Linked DNA regions of Anser cygnoides: region 1 is linked to region 2. The links are chromatin contacts, called in public Hi-C maps. All regions are on one chromosome and are shown on one strand. The core of a region is the stretch at or near the end of the contact, and the rest is flanking DNA. Distances in the headings are between cores, read along the strand shown. Region 1 holds the start of QDPR (quinoid dihydropteridine reductase). Region 2 holds the start of TAPT1 (transmembrane anterior posterior transformation 1).

Region 1 (4,916 bases), core at 19-2,518, 480 kb before region 2:
AATGAATGGAGTGCTTATAAAGTTGAACTAGACATTTGACTAGAGATTCAACCAAAATTGTACTTACTTGTGAATTTGGAACGACGCCCTCCCAGCCCACACTGGCGTATCTTGCCGCCCCTAAAAAGGCCATAGGAAATTTCTCCCATGAACTTGACCAGCTCTGGATCTGTGGCGTTGACTAAATCAGCTCCTGTTTTGCAAAGCATCTTTCCAGTCATCCACCTTTGGGTCCCCATTGCGACGGCAATTAAGATAAAAGACGCAAAACTTATTGTAGAAGCCAAGGCAAACAAAGTCTTTTTAAAACACCCGGGCATCCTAGTGGTTTCAAGGAATCATCTCCAAGGCCTCTCTTCAGTAATTAGGCACATTTCCCATTTTTCCTGTCGCTCTGAAATCCATGAACGAATAGCAAGTATTTCAAAATACATCTCATTGTATTTCAAAGCTCCATAAATTAAACTGTACAGTTAAAAATCAAGTCCAAAAAGGTGTTTTGCTGCGAAAGCATCCTGAAATGGTTGCAAACAACAGCTTCAATACCGTGTCATGCGGTGGTGCTTGTTTCTGCAGAAAGTAATCCTATATCTGTTGCATGGCTAATGTTTCACCAGAGCTTTAATAGTCCTGCTCAAATGGCATCAAGTTCTTTAGCATAACCACGTGGGATGAAAATTAGAAGCATTTTTTTTTAAGATGATTAAAAACATGGGTAAATAGCTGCAAGGGACAAAGCTTTGCAAACGTGGAGTTTATCAGCAGAATTCCGCTGACATCTCGGCTGCGTTAAGCTACCTCCTCCTGGTGCTTACTCTTTCCCTGTGTAAATGTCAGTGCTGTCAGAGCCACCAGGGCTGGCAATAACCCTCAGAGCGATGTCCTTCCATCCCTCGGCCTGCTAGCGGAGGTGTTTAAACTCTGTCCAGGAGGCTGAGGTTTCACACAGGGACCTGCTGCCTGCAGCAGGCAGCGCAGGGCCCTTCGTGCAGGGTGGGGAGGCAACGGCAGGCAGCAGGGCCTGGAGCTGGGGGCTGTGGCGAGGGCAGGAATTCCACCTAGCAGCAATATCGAGCAGCACTAAAGAAAACCGGCAACAATTGCTCGCACTCCTACAGTTACAGCCCCTCACAGCCTCTCGCTAATTAACACTCCCCTGAGGGAACGCAACCCGCCGCTGAAGGGCGGGAGGCTGAGGTAAAAACCCAGCGGCTCCCCGGGGCTGAACCCGGGCTCGGAGGCTCCTCCTGCTCTCGGTGCGAGGCGGAGGCAGCCGCCAGCCCCCCCGGCCCCGGGGGCGGCCCCTGCGTGGCGTCGGTGAGAGGGGAGGCTGGGGCCGGGCCGGAGCCGGAGCGAGGCGGGCAGCGAGCATGGCGGCGGCGGGCAGGGTGCTGGTGTACGGGGGCAGAGGGGCGCTGGGCTCTCAGTGCGTGCAGTACTTCAAGGCCAGGAACTGGGTGAGCGCCGGCAGGGCTGCTGCGGGCCCCGGGGGGGCGAGACGGGGCTGCTTTGGAGGGGGGGAAGTAAGGGGGGGGGGGGGGGAGAACGAAGGGTGCCCCGCCGGGCGCTAACGGTGCCTTCTCGCCGCCCCAGTGGGTCGCCAGCATCGACCTGGCCGAGAACGAGGACGCCAGCGTCAACGTGGTGGTGAGGGCGACAGAGTCCTTCCCCGAGCAGGCCGAGCAGGTGGGAGCGCGTCGCGGGGCCGGGGGGGCGCGGGGGAGGCCCCTCGTTCCGGGCTCCATGCGGTGGGTTTGCACCCGCTCGCCATAAACCCTCTCTCAGAAGCACTGAGACCCCCGACTGTGGGAACCCCGCTGGTTTTGGTATCCTGCTGCTGTACCCTGAGCTCAGGGGTGCCACCATTTGCCTGCCACTTCTTAACTTCATTTATTTTTCACTTTTAACTGCTTGGAGGTATAGATACGCGGAAGAGCTTACTTTGGGAGTTTAGAAGTTACCCTATGTTGTCACTCAGAATGTGTCACACTTGGGTATTATCTTCCTCTTTGTTACCTGAAGGGCTGCGGGCAGAATGAGATTACTTTAATCAAGGTGGATTAGGGCATCTTAAAATGCAGCACTTCTTTCTCATGTCCTGTCTGTGCTGCATAGCTGGATGGTAATGCTGAAAACATTTCCCAGTAGGGTTTGCACTGTGACAGAGAAAATTGACAACCAACAAATTCATCACCAAGTGCAAAGTCTCATTTGAAAGAGAAAGAAATACTGGATATTTAAAAGCCTACATACTCAAATCCAAGGATGTGATTCATAAGGAGGCTTTAGTTGTTTGTTTCTTGTGCTATCATTGGAAATGTCACAGAAGCAGTTCTGATCAGACCTGGAGTTTCATTTCCTGTATTATTAAACAGCACAGTGTGCAGAGAAGAACCTGTCCAAAAGTAAGTCACAAATGAAAAATGCTTATGATATAGGTAAGGATCGGATCTTTCAGTCCTGCTCAAATCAGTTATTGCCAGTGACATCGCACAGTGTACGGTCTGACTTGCATCTACAGTTAGCTTTCAACCCAGTTATTGAGTTGATAAATCATAAGTGATAATTTTGTACAGCTGTTTAAGTTGCTGCTGTTTGTTGTATTTTTTTTCCAGTTATGTAGTTGAATAATACTAAGGCATTCATTCTTGATATTTATTCTTTTACCTTACAAATTCAGTGTTTTCAGAATGTTATGTTTTGTGTTTTGAAGGTGACAGCAGAGATTGGGAAGCTTCTTGGTGAAGAAAAGGTGGATGCAATCTTGTGTGTTGCAGGAGGATGGGCTGGAGGCAGCGCCAAAGCTAAATGTAAGCCGGTGCATGCTAGCAAATACATGATTGAAATCTGAGAGGAATCCGTAAAAAGTCATGATAATAAAGGTCTTTGAGATCATCTTTCATCCAGAGTCCTGAAGATGTTAGCCTAATAGTGCAAAGTAACTCAGTCACAATGTTTCTTAGCACTTTTCTCAATTATTGGTGCCTGTTAGATTTCCAAAACCCTCAATGTTCTCAACGGTACTTTTTGATGCACCGTTTTTATTGGTAAATCTTGATGCACTATATAAAGGAGTTCAGCATTACCTATGAACTAACTTTTGCCAAGGTTATGTGTGTCAGGCTTGTTACGTAATATACTGGCTGAGTGGAACATTGATCTTTTTGCCCAAATCATTGCTTTTTGCATAAAACCTCAGGTGCCTGCTGTAGTTTTCTGAGCTACTGGTATACAATACAGTATTGGAAGGAGCTGTTTCATGGCCAGAGGCTGTGCTAGAGGGGAAAAAAGGTCCTCAGTTTATAAAGCTTTTAAATGTATAATATTCAGGAAATTGTTTTATGCTTTATGTACTAGTGTAGAGACTTAAAAAAAAAAAAAAGCCTTTCTGTCTGGAGTAAATCTGTTAAAATGTGGTGTTTTCCTTCCCCTTCCTTGTTCAGACATCATATGCAAAATGTTCACTTTAAAGAGAGAATATGAGAAGACGTACGCAGTTAAATCAGAGCGAATACTTCTATAGAATTGCATTATATTGTATTGTTATAAATTTGTACAGTAATTTGAATGAGGTGATGGATCATACCCTACTATCCTTCCAATAACGTTACTATGAATTAAGGTTATTTTGGGATCAAGTGATCAGCTTGATCAAGTGCTTGATTCAACTCCTTTATTTCTTGGAGTCTTCTATCCACAAGTTGAGCAGCCAGTGAGGAAATTATGGAAAGAGAGCTCATGCTACTATAAGGTGAGGAGAAGCTAATCTAAAAATTTTTAGATTATTGACATAAATTGAAACAATCCCTATAGAAGTCTGAAGAATTTGGAAATCTTTGAACTGAGCACAAACATTAACAGAGAGCTAATGAAACTATCTGGTGTTTATTTTTTTATTTCTGATAGTAAGAAAGTAGGTAATTGTCTAGAATATATGCTGTCAAGTTGGGATTCAAAGTCTAAAGAGAAGGGAGAGTTAAAAGAAATAAATGGGTATTTTACATGATACAGAAGTAGAAAATGATAGAAAGCATGTTTTTATAGTACTTTGCATAGTACTGTTGCACTCCGTGTGATAGGAAGGAAATCAGAGTTAGAAGTCTTGTTCTTAAGTTACCTAACTAATTCTCTTCCTAATCAGCTTTGTATAAAAACTGTGATCTGATGTGGAAACAGAGTGTTTGGACATCCACTATTTCCAGTCACTTAGCCACAAAGCATCTGAAGGAAGGAGGTCTTCTGACTTTGACAGGAGCTCAAGCTGCTTTATCTGGAACTCCAGGTAAAATGCCATGCATGATAACTGTTGGGACATGAGTTATACGTTAGTCTGTGGGGAAAAAAAACAAACCAGTTTCTTGACATCAAACAGAAATGGAAAACTGCTGCTGAAACACTTAAGGTAAGTGTAATTTTATGGATGGCAATATTGAATCTCTTGAAGCAGGAGTGCAAACAGAATCACTATTAAGTAATGGTTGACATGCATTCATGAAATGTACTTGGCTAATACATGGTACAGTAGAAAAAGTAGTTTGGAAAAATGTGCAGAATTGTGAAGCACACAACAGTAGGTGTAGTGCTTAAATAAAGTTAAATATCTGATTTGTGTTCTGAAAGGCAGAGTCTTTAATTGCCCAGTTTTTCAATCAGTGATGACTCAGCTGATTTTATTAAATGTGCTTGTCCTGTTCATGGTCTGATTCCAGTCCACCTTTGCTTCAGCCAAAGATAAGCTTGTTGACTTTCAGCTTTGCCCTTCAGTAGCTATTTAGTACAAACTTTCCTGAGATTTTTTCTCATCTGACTCCTAGGCATGTTGGTCTGCATGGAGAAAATCTGGGAATAATTTAAGATTAAAAAACAGCAGCACAGAAGCCCACAGGCAGGGAAAGTTTTTTTTTTTTGTTTGTTTG
Region 2 (5,002 bases), core at 1,999-4,498:
TTTACTGCTAACTGATGTGTTCTCCAGTTTCACTTACCTCTGTCTGGGTTAGCACACTGAGTTTCCATATTTCTCTCAATAATTCTTTCACATCTCTTAACCTATAATTTACTTCTTTTATTACTTACCATTTTGTTGACAGCTGTTGATGTTTGTATTGCTCTGTAAAATAAGCACTTATTGAATCACTTTTTAGCACATTTCATTGATTAACTATCTGTGTTAATTGGGGATATGTAAGTTGGTAGGGGTAAATGACATAGATGCCAAGGTCTGGAGATACATCACAGTTCTGCCAGCAAAAAGCACTGCAAAGAAGGGTTATGCATCATCTGAGTCTCCTTCTTCTTTATAATCCTTTGTTGGGTTCTGTGGGGGGAAAAGAAAATATCCATGAGAAGTTTTATACCATATAAAAATGCTCATTAGACTATCTCCACTAGGAGCCATAGTTGCAGCAATGAGTATTCAGGGACTAAAGCATAACTGACCTGGACACGGTATAAAAGTTTTAAAACTTGAAAGTGTAAAAAGAAACCTCCTGATATCAAATGAGCAAAATTTCCTCCATGATGATTATGTACAAGATACATTATAGGTAGATAATCATTACTGTAGTATACCTATGGGCAACCTAAGGTAAAAAAATAAAATAAAAAGTAATAATAAATGAAGTGACCTTCACAAAGCCCCGAAGATCTTACGTACTTATTTTTCTAATAAAATTCAAGTAGATTTTTATTCCCAGCCTGCATTCACTCCACGACTACCCAAATGTTTTCCACTGCTATATGAATGAAGCTGCATTTTTCTCATTGGAGTCGTTATTTTGAAACCATTCTCCCTGCTAAATGTCTCTCAGAAAACAGCGAAATTCCATCTGTGGGAATACATACAGGATAGTGTCTTGTTCCAGGAAAATCGCTTCAGGAAAAAAAAAAAAAAAAAAAAAGGTGAATAGTTATGAAACTGCAAAGTGGATTCTGACCCTTTGCAGAGTCACATGCAGAGTATGAGTAGCATGTCTCATAGCAGATAAGCTATGAAAAGCAACAAAATACTGCTTCTCATGCCCAAACAGCAGATGGCCCCAGATAATTCCCAACAGCAGATATCGTAATGAGCCACTACTTCCTAAATCAACACTGCTAAAAATTTTTCGCTAAACAACTTTTCCCCTCTGCATTTGTCAGTTCAAAGACTCAAATACCTTGGGGCCGGATTTTGCTACAGTTGCATTTACCTTCTTGAAGTGGCCAACTTGCTAAAATACCACATGTAATAGTTGAAACACACACATCTCTGCACATGTAAAAGAGCACTTCAAAATTGTGACAGGTTACAAAAGGAATGTAAGGCTCAGGAAAAACATATGCAGGGACTCTGTGGGTAGTAATTTGAGAATATCTGCTCATATGCTTTTGAGGTGTCAAAAATACAAGTGAATTCTTGGCTTAAAATTTCTGCAGTCGTACTATTATTGTGCCTTCAGCTGAACTACTTTGAATGAAAAACTGGAATATTTTGTAAACTAATCGAGGTTATCTTGGGTTAACCCAAGATGCAAAAAAAAATGTATGTGCTGTCACAACCAGTGCAAGGCAATTCATTTGATAGCTTCTCAGTGGGCCCGAAGGAAGACACAGCTGGTTGTTAGAGGATGCTTGATGCTGCAAATGCCTTCATTTGGATAAGATTGATAACGAGGTTGTGACAATTTGTTGTCCTTAAAGATCGTGCAATGCATCTTACAGATAGACATAGCTATTGCACACAGCTGGGAGGAGAGAAGCAGTCTCTCAGGGTGTCATGTAACTTTGCATGGACTGCAGCAGCTTTCCTGCTAAGAGGAATTTTTCAAATATTTTTTAGGGACTTCTGCTCCACATCCTATTTTTCAATTGCTTTTTACACCCACAGAGAAAAGAAGGGAGAAGACAAAACTGTTGATGTATTGTAACTATCATTGTTAGTTCTCTGTTTGATGTTATTATACATTTTAAAAAGCTCTCCATGGCCTGAAAACATCAGGACCTTCATTAATCCTACATGATTTTAGGCATCTAGAAGCATTAATGGCAGTGGAAATGGGCACTTTCAGACCATCCAAGGCCTGAAATGCTCTTTGAGACAACTCTTTGTTCAATTAACTTAGAGGTAGAGTTTTAGAAGAAAACTACGCACACTGTGGTCTTCCAAAGAAAGAATAAAGCACTCCTTGTTTTCCCAGGATAAGTGGCTAAATATTAAGCTGAACGAATCTGGCCTCTGAACGCATGATAAGAACACGAGAAGTGAATGTGAAGGAGATCTTGTACTTGAAATTCAGGCCAGGTATTTTGTCCTTGTGCCCATGTGAATTCCTTCTTCAAACAAGTATTCTGCCTTTACCTTGAGCAACCTACTTCTTATATTCATGTTTACTCCTCTATACATTCTAAGCGCTTTGAAACAGGAACAATTATTATTCATTAATAACCCCGCTATGACCACTGCAACTAACCAATGGCATTTTCAGCCTCGGCACTTCCCAAATTGCAAGAGTTTATGCCGCCTTGAGGGCTGGTTTGGGGGCCGGTTGGGTGTGTTGGTGTTTGTGGTCCCACGGAGCATGGCACAGGTGGTCCAGGACCCGGTGGGCTGCCGTGAGCCCTGGGCACACCAGACGACCGCAGCAGCACCATCCTTCACACAGGCTGGCTCACAGACGGCGTCTCCTTCCGGAGGCCTCCTGCACAAAGTGCCGCACAAACACGGACAGCAGGCCGCTGACCTGAAGTGCGAGGTCAGGTCCAACAAGCACATTGAAGTCCCGTTGGCTTTACAGTTAATAATTCACCTCTCACTTTCCTTTTCCAATCACGGCCTTATTTGTGCAGTGCGGCGTAGATTAATAACCTTAAAGCTGCTTTGCACTACTGCCCCTGAGCCCGCGCGACCTTTCCACGCGCGCCCTTTGCACCAACAAGAAGACACGCAAGACCTCTTCCCTCACACAACCATCTTTATTCCCACCCCACGATATAAACAGAACCCGAATACGCCCCGAGGGCCCCAGCTGGGCGGGGGGAGGCTCGGAGAGGAGGGGGAGGCTCGCAGCGGAGGCATCGCCGGGCTGCCGGCGCGCAAGCGGTTAACGGCGGCGGGGCCGCACAAGATGGCGCCGCGCCGGCTTCGCCCCCGTCCCCGCCCCGCGCTCGGCTCTGTAGCGGCGGCCGGGCCGGGCCGCGCGGCGCCGCCGTCGCACGGTGATGAGTCAGCGGCAGGGGCGCGGCGCGGCGCGGGGCTCGGGGGCGGCCAGCGCGGAGCGGGCGGCGAACATGGCCGGCGTTGCCGACGCCGCCGCGCCGGGGAGCGGCGGGGAAGGGCGGCGCGGCGGCGCCCCGGAGCAGCAGCAGCCGCCGCCGCAGCAGCCGCAGCCCCAGCAGCAGGAGGGCTGCCGCGGGGAGCCCAAGACTCTGTGGGGGAGCAGCGAGCCGCAGGCGGCCCCGCAGCAGCGGACGGAGACGCTGGGCTTCTACGAGAGCGACCGGGGCAGGAAGAAGAAGAGGGGGCTCTCGGGTGAGGAGCGGCGGCGGGGAGGGAGGCGGCGGCCCGAGGGGCTGCGGGGAGCGGGGAGGACCCCGGCGGGGCTGTCCCGGCTCCTCTCAGCCCGGCTGAGGGACCGGGTCAGCCTCAGCGGGTGCCCGAGGCGGGGCTGAGGGCGCTGCCGCCGCCGCCGCCTTCGCGAACTTGGGCGAGAGACTTCAAAAAGTGCGCCGGGGTGCGGGGAGCGGCGTTGTTGGCGGCTCCGTGAGGAGAGGAGGGAAAGGAAGGGCAGGGAACGGGGCTCGGCTGGCGGCTGAGGCCCTTCTGCCCCCTTTGCTTTGCTCTCAGCCGCCCAGCTCGGCCCCATCGGTGAAGCGAAGCTCCTACACTCGCCCCGTCCACCCTCATCTCTTCAGACGAGCGTGTTCATAAAGGGCGATGAGAGCACTGAAGTTTCACCTAGCGCGTTAACCGATCGGTGTCCGGACGCTTTTTTTAAGTTATAAGGGTGTCTGTAACGGGAAAGCTTCGCGCTGATGTTAAAAATGGGGTTGTTAAACCTGCAGCCTGCTGAGGACTGGCTCCGGAGAGCCACAGGGGCAGAGCAGTTCTGTGTCCTCAGCTCCGCTCCTCGGGTCTGGGGCACACAACTTGGCTTTCTTCCTGAGGCACGAAACACGCTTCATCGTTAAACATTGCTTGTTAGGTACACGTAATTATCAACATAATAGTCTTTTCCTCTACTACTGAAAGTAGCTGTGTTATTAGAGCCTTGAAATCCTATGCGGAGTGTTAGAAGAGTTTCTCACTGACTGTGTTTTCCTACCTAATGATTTCACAGGGAAAAATAATAAGAGAAAGTAGATTGACAGTAACGGCCTTTACACAGTTTTATTTACATTTATACTTGAACTGATTATTTTAGGTATCCATCAAGTAACTTCTGAAATTTAGCCCAGCCTCGTTCATAAAAAGTAAAAATTGTCATCTAAATGACATGGTTGACATCTACACCATAGATAAATGACATCTAAATGACATGGCCAAGTTGATTTGATGTTGGTAAACTTCCAACCAACTATTTTAGCACCTTATACTTAATAGAGTGGTTAGCTGGAAATGTGAAGAGTGCTCAAGAAGTGTTCAGATTTCCAAGCTGTCTGCCTCACCGTTGGCTGGAACGTGACACAACAGGTCATATCAAATAGAAAAGAGGAAAAAATAGTGATCGGAAATTAGCTTAAATCATATAGCAACGACTGAATGGTTTCCTTCTAAGCTTGACAGGTGTTATGTCTGTTTCTGGTGTATTATGTCATAGTATCATTGATCGCGCTGTTTTGGTGGTGAAACTGCTGCAGTTCCCGTAGTTGTAAGGAGCTGGCTTGGTTACAGTACTGTGACTTGGTTTGTGGTGGGGAAAATACGGTCAAGATGGGCAGTGATGTTCCTGAAAGACAGATGAACAGAACTT

What was found. A called contact is a pair of places that touch in the nucleus more often than the background predicts.
Region 1: a contact with region 2 is called in a Hi-C map of liver, with 9 times the contacts expected there. The contact joins the promoter of QDPR here to the promoter of TAPT1 in region 2. A contact is called at or near these places in 2 of 7 Hi-C or Micro-C datasets (both in liver).

The regions. Positions count from the first base shown.
Region 1 is chr4:16,545,611-16,550,526 of Taihu_goose_T2T_genome, reverse strand. QDPR (quinoid dihydropteridine reductase) reads left to right here and starts at 1,268. Exons shown (of 7, transcript XM_066995688.1): 1 at 1,268-1,457; 2 at 1,594-1,686; 3 at 2,714-2,810; 4 at 4,142-4,282. The coding sequence starts at 1,371. CLRN2 (clarin 2) reads right to left here and starts at 320. Exons shown (of 3, transcript XM_048046126.2): 1 at 68-320. The coding sequence starts at 320. It overlaps LOC136790645 (a long non-coding RNA gene), which reads left to right. Exons shown (of 4, transcript XR_010830971.1): 4 at 1-74.
Region 2 is chr4:16,071,826-16,076,827 of Taihu_goose_T2T_genome, reverse strand. TAPT1 (transmembrane anterior posterior transformation 1) reads left to right here and starts at 3,248. Exons shown (of 15, transcript XM_048046954.2): 1 at 3,248-3,561. The coding sequence starts at 3,252. LOC136790644 (a long non-coding RNA gene) reads right to left here and starts at 1,171. Exons shown (of 3, transcript XR_010830970.1): 1 at 709-1,171; 2 at 129-369.